2 separate regions of the Mus musculus genome follow, and region 1 is linked to region 2. The links are chromatin contacts, called in public Hi-C maps. All regions are on one chromosome and are shown on one strand. Each heading gives the region's core, a stretch centred on a gene start, on an enhancer-like site or on the middle of the called end of the contact. The rest is flanking DNA. Distances are from core to core; before and after follow the strand shown.

What was found. Hi-C and Micro-C count contacts between places; a contact is called where the count stands out from the background.
Region 1: a Hi-C map of cerebellar granule neurons shows a contact between it and region 2, with 2.0 times the contacts expected there. The contact joins the promoter of Aig1 here to the enhancer-like site in region 2. A contact is called at or near these places in 3 of 39 promoter capture datasets (3T3-L1-derived adipocytes, liver and macrophages), 2 of 484 Hi-C or Micro-C datasets (cerebellar granule neurons and cerebellum), 1 of 115 datasets of contacts at active chromatin or transcription factors (cardiomyocytes) and 2 of 9 other capture datasets (adipose tissue and pancreatic islet).

Annotation. Positions count from the first base shown.
Region 1 is chr10:13,867,503-13,870,338 of GRCm38.p6, forward strand. Aig1 (androgen-induced 1) reads right to left here and starts at 1,455. Exons shown (of 6, transcript NM_001347362.1): 1 at 1,116-1,455. The coding sequence starts at 1,256.
Region 2 is chr10:13,805,632-13,808,331 of GRCm38.p6, forward strand. All of the region lies in intron 2 of Aig1 (androgen-induced 1), which reads right to left. Among named protein-coding and RNA genes, the nearest start is that of Aig1, 62 kb to the right of the region's middle. Within about 2 kb of position 1,365, at least 12 of the 459 cell types and tissues checked have an H3K27ac peak or open chromatin away from gene starts, as enhancers often do. A contact at or near this core is called in cerebellar granule neurons and cerebellum, where this site is marked.

The DNA.
Region 1 (2,836 bases), core at 205-2,704, 62 kb after region 2:
AGAAGTTGAAAAGCCCAACTCAGGCAGGCAACACCAGGCAGCCCTTTGCCTAGAGGCAGGTGGGAAAAGTTGCGTATATCTTATATATTGAAAATAGAAGGTTTTTTGAAAACATCTACCTGTATCTCTTTAGGCATCTTACACCGACGGAACGATATTCAAATAGGTTCAAATTTGTCAAAGTGGAGGGTCAAGAAAATTTGTGCCAACCTTGTGATTGCACCAAGCTTATGCATAACCTCAGAGTCTTTGCGTTCCAGGAGTTGATTGTATGTTTTTCTCCGTGATCTTTTAATTGCTTGTGTTTCCATACACGACCCTTGTTTGATAACCTTTGAATGTATTTATGACTTAGTCTTGGTGACTTTTCAAAGCTCTACACCTACCCCAAGTCATTACAAGGCATTGTGCCCTCTGATTATCTACAGGAGTGCTTTCGGTACCCAAGGTATAAAAACTTAAAAATAATTATCGTTGTCTGCTCCTCTTTAAAATTATCACGTGTCAACAGAACAGATGATTACACAAACTGCAGGCTTTCAATGTGAACGACTAGAAGTTCAGTAGTTGCCAGGTGGAGCCTCACCGTGAACTGCTCTCTCAGTGTTTCTAGAAAGAGTTTTAAACAAATTGTTGACAGTGGGCAGAAAAACATGTGCAAGGGTTTTTTCCTATGGGGCGATTTCCCTCCTCCGGAAGGAGGTGTGTTTGTGTGTTTCTAAGCCATGCTCCATGGAACCAGACAATACTCATGTCTCCTTTGGGTGCTGCAAGTTTACCTTTGCATGTGGTTCTGGAAAACACTTCGGTGGAGAATTAATCTGAGGGCACTCATGATCGGGGCCAACAGATGCTTTTGGTGGCACAATCCTATTCCCTGGTCACTTCTTAGAAGCAGGCCTGTGCCCGTTTGGCTGTACTCCCATGTTTTCCTCCTCTACCTACCAGGTAAAGGTGAGAAGGGCATCCAGGCCTTCAGTGGAGCCCAGCGTGGCTGTTGGTGGCCAGCACGCGTTGGTGCTCCCGTGACACACACACAGGCACAAACACGCACACACGCACAAACACGCACAAACACGCACGCACGCACACGGGGGTGCAGCCCACGGCCTTACCAGATCAATGAAGGTCAGGAACTTCCAGCTGCCTCCGTAGGTCTGATGCGAGGGCATTTCGATGGCCTTGTAGTTGCACAGGATGGAGCAATAGGATAGCAGGATTGCTACCCGCAGCACCTGGCAGGGGACAAGCGCCATGTTCGCGCGGCCTGGCCCCGCCGGGCTGCTCGTGGGGAGGGCAGGCGAGCTGCTCCGCGGTGCCGGGCGCCGTGGGAACCGGGGCGCGGCGCGGCGAGGGGCGGAGCGCAGGAGGCGGGGCGCGTCCCCGGGGACAGTGGCGGCGCCGAGCGCACCGGAGACCTGCGCGGGCGGGGCGGCAGTGCAGCCTACGCGAGCTGGCGGCCTGGTGTCATCTCTGGCGTCATCTGCGTCATTCTGCAGCGGCGTTCGTCGTACCGGCCGGGCGCCCCCTAGGCGGTCCGCGAGGTCCACCCCCCCCCCCCCCCCCCGGCCTCCAAGGTGGGAGCGCCTTTCGGGCAACCACGGTTCCAGACGGGAAGGACCTGACCGAACCGGTCCGGACCCGGCATCCCCGGGCAGCTGGTGCTGGCTGCCATGGCACCAGATGGGGTCAGAACGTGTAAAGCCACACACAGTCCCCCTCCAGTGACACCCATTACTTAGGATTCAGTTGAGGGTTTAATGTTAATGAGCATTTATGACTGTGAAGCCCCTTATAAATTTCACAAGGCTTTAATAATTTATCAGTATGCACGAGCTTTGAACAAATTCTTTTTTAAACTTTTTATTACGTCTTGTGGGTATATGCATGTACCACAGGACAAACGTGGAGGCCAGAGGACAGCTCAGGTGTGAGTCCCCTCCATCGAACTCAGGTCATGAGGCTTGATGGCAAGCTACTTTAGCAATTACTGACCAGGGCAAGTTTTATAAATAGAAATCTGTGCTGATTGCCATGACTGCTACGAGACAGCATTCCATTTGAAAGTCAAACCACCCGGAGGATGTAAACCTCACCCACGCATGTGTGATTTAATACAAATCTTTCGGAGTTAAAATTCCTTTTGCACTTCGACATTTCCCAACCCACCTCCCTTATACTACCGCACCAGAGCTGAATGGGAGGAAAGTAAATATAAACTGGATTCCCTCAGCCTTCCAGTAAATGTTGTCACAGGGAAGTTGCAACAGTCTGTGGGCAGAGTAGGGTTTTTGTTTTCTTTTAAATCATGATCATGTTTCAACCAACCAGATAAAGGGTCCGGTTATGAGAAGACCACATGAGTATTTCCTGTGGATCCATTCAAAACAGGTGTCCCATTCAAATAGTCTCTGAGTCAGAGGGTGTGGTGGGAAGGTCTAGGGGAAAGCATAGTCTCAGAGGTAAAGAGAAGCAAACAAATCCGACTCGTAGTTTTTTCCACTCCACTAGGGAAGAGAGCCACTAGGTCTTTTTAATTGACATAATTATGCTGAAAGAAACTGAAATCACAAGATGATATTACTAGCATAAAGCATTCTTCACTCAGAATTTATGAGTTCATACTCATGTTTAAACAGGATCTATTTGCGTGTGTGTGTGTGTGTGTGTGTGTGTGTGTGTGTGTGTGTGTGTCCTTAATGAATGTTCATATAATTACAAGAAAAAATGAATTTACTGAAGCCCTCTCACTTGGGCCTAATGAAGTTTTATAAAGTGATGTGATATTACAAAGTTTGATACAACCCTCCTACTTTACATTTGAGAAAGTAGTTCA
Region 2 (2,700 bases), core at 115-2,614:
GAACGATTCCATACCCTGCCCAAATATACACATATGCCTCAAAGCTTCTTCCTCTGATCTGATTCAAGGTAATTCGTAACAAATAACTTGGCTTAAATAGTGGTTTCCTAGTTACTTGTTGCTCTGATAAAATATCCCAACAAAAGCAACTTCAGAAAGGATTTGTTTGCCCACAGTGGGAGGTTACAGTCCATCATGGTGGTCATAGTGGTGCGGTCACAGTAGCATCAGGAACTTGAGGCCGCTGCTCATGTTCCCTCCAGTCAAGAACTCCACGATCTCAAGGGTCAGGGAACATCTCAGAAGTCTGGGCAGAAATTATGTAAGAAGACAGGGAAAAATGATGTCCTCTGGACATGACAAGGCTGAACACACACTCCAACATCAGCTGTGATTACCTGCATAAGACTTGTACAAGATCAAGCCAGTTAAAATTCAGCATGGGTCAGGGAGAGACTGTAGAGGCCCCACTTCTGTCTGAGTAGCCATTGGAAATTGATGTCTCCCTTGGGAGAGACAACATTTTTTCCTCAGGAGATATGGCAGCTGGAAGACTGCCCACGACCAATGATTGGACCCACACCCATCCACACCCATGCAATTACCAGTCACAGCACTAACTAGATTGAGGAGGGGGGGTGAAATTGGGGAACATATGTGTTACATGTCCTAGGAAAAGTAAGAAGGGAATGAGGGGGGCTGGATATGATCAAGACACCTTGAATCCATGTATTAAACATTCAAGTAATTTAAGAGCCAAGACAAAGACCATGAAAGTTTCTGCTCAGCTTCTTTTCTCCTTCTTAGATAGTCTAGGATTCAAGCCTAAGGAAAGGTACCACCCACAATGGATGGGCCTTCGTATTACAATTATGTATTCAAGATAATAACCCACAAGCTGACCCAGAGACCCATCTCCCAGGTGATTTTAGGTTCCATCAAGTTGACACTGAGATTACCCATCACAAGAAGTGAAGTCATGTCTATTTCTACAGGGTAAGGGTTTAATGTTGGGGTAAATGCACAGGCAAGGAGCCACTTCAGACCCATGTGGACTCATTGGTGGAAGGCCCTTCAACGTTGCTGAACAACACAATCTAATCATAAGAATGAGATGCCTTCGTGTTAGAGACCTTTTCTCAACACAAGGGGAAAAAATTACACAGGTCAAACTAAAGGGCTGCATCCTGGGACCATATTAAAACTCTTCTTACCACACATTCTTACAATGTCCTTTCTTATAGAATAGTTTTGAAGTCCTTCAGTCCTTTGTCCATCCATTTAAATGTCAGAATCCCAGGTTGCTACATTTCTACAAATATCTAGCCAGAATTCTCAGTGTTACTATTTGAGAACTGACCTCCTGGCTACACTGAGGCTTCCTGCTGGTAACATGTTATACAACCATGTGCTCAGGTTCTCTTTAGGTTCTCCCAGAAGTATTTGTAGTTAACAAGGTACAGATACTCACAATATTTGCTGAATCTATTTGTATGTACTTCATGGTCTTGGAAACTAATATACACTATTATATTTTTATGTCTTTGTTGCTACTTTATAAAAATATGTTTTAAATAGTGGTATTGTTCCCTATGCCTTTACTAAATTTGATTAGTAGTTTTAAGTAGCTATTTTAAAAATTATTTTGTGTGTGTATCTCAAATAATAAAACTCTTCAATAAACTAAATACAATTTGCTCTTTTTTTTTTCTTTTCTAATTTTCCTGTTACTTAGGGTCTTAGCACAAAATCAAGTAGAAGTGATTTTCAGGGAAAATCTTTTTCATCTTTTCTGTGGCAGAGAAAATGTTTAGTTTTCAAAAGTAAAAGTTTGACATTAGTTGCAGTTTTTCATTGATGTCTTTTTACAAGTTAAGGAAGGACTTGTAAATTACTTGGGACACACACACACTTACTGTAAGTAATATTATTTTTCAGATGATTATGTTACATCAGATGGTTTTGTTGAATCTCTTGAGACAACTACCTTATTCTGTAAGTTCAATAGCATATCAATTGATTTTGAATGTCAGAGAAACAGCCCATGGATGTTTATCATAAGTTATCTACATATGCTGCTGGAGCCCAGTTACTGATATTTTCTGTCCAAACTTGGGTTTGTTTTGTGTCAATTCATGAAGTATACTCATCTACAATGTTATATTCTCAAGATGTTGTCATCTGATTTTTGGTGGGAGGAAAATGAATGAATTCAAAATAATCAGTTGGAATTATTTCTTCCTGTGTTTTCTAAAGGACTTTGTGCATCAATGATGATATTTGTTCTTTATCCAAGCAACAAACATTTCTAGCAAAGCTGTCCAGAAGGACAATTGTGAATTCATTTCTTTTATACAAACATGATTATTCTGTTTTTGCTTCCTCCCCCTTGTACTGATTTTAATCATGTTTGCCCTTATAAAGTTCTTTATATGTTTTACCATAAATATTGGTAAATGATATAAATGAACTATTTCCCACTGGGGAGTCAATTGTGAAACATTTAGTAGCACAGCACCACGGGGGTCTACACTCTGTTTACACGAAGTGACCATTCAAGGTGGCACTGCGTGGTTTTTGATACTGAGTGTTGCTATCTCTGTTCTATGTGGAAGGAATTTATGCAGATACTTCACAGTGACTTTCAAGAAAGTGTGAGCCACCTTTCTAGATGGAACACTAGAAGGCCAGGAGGCACAG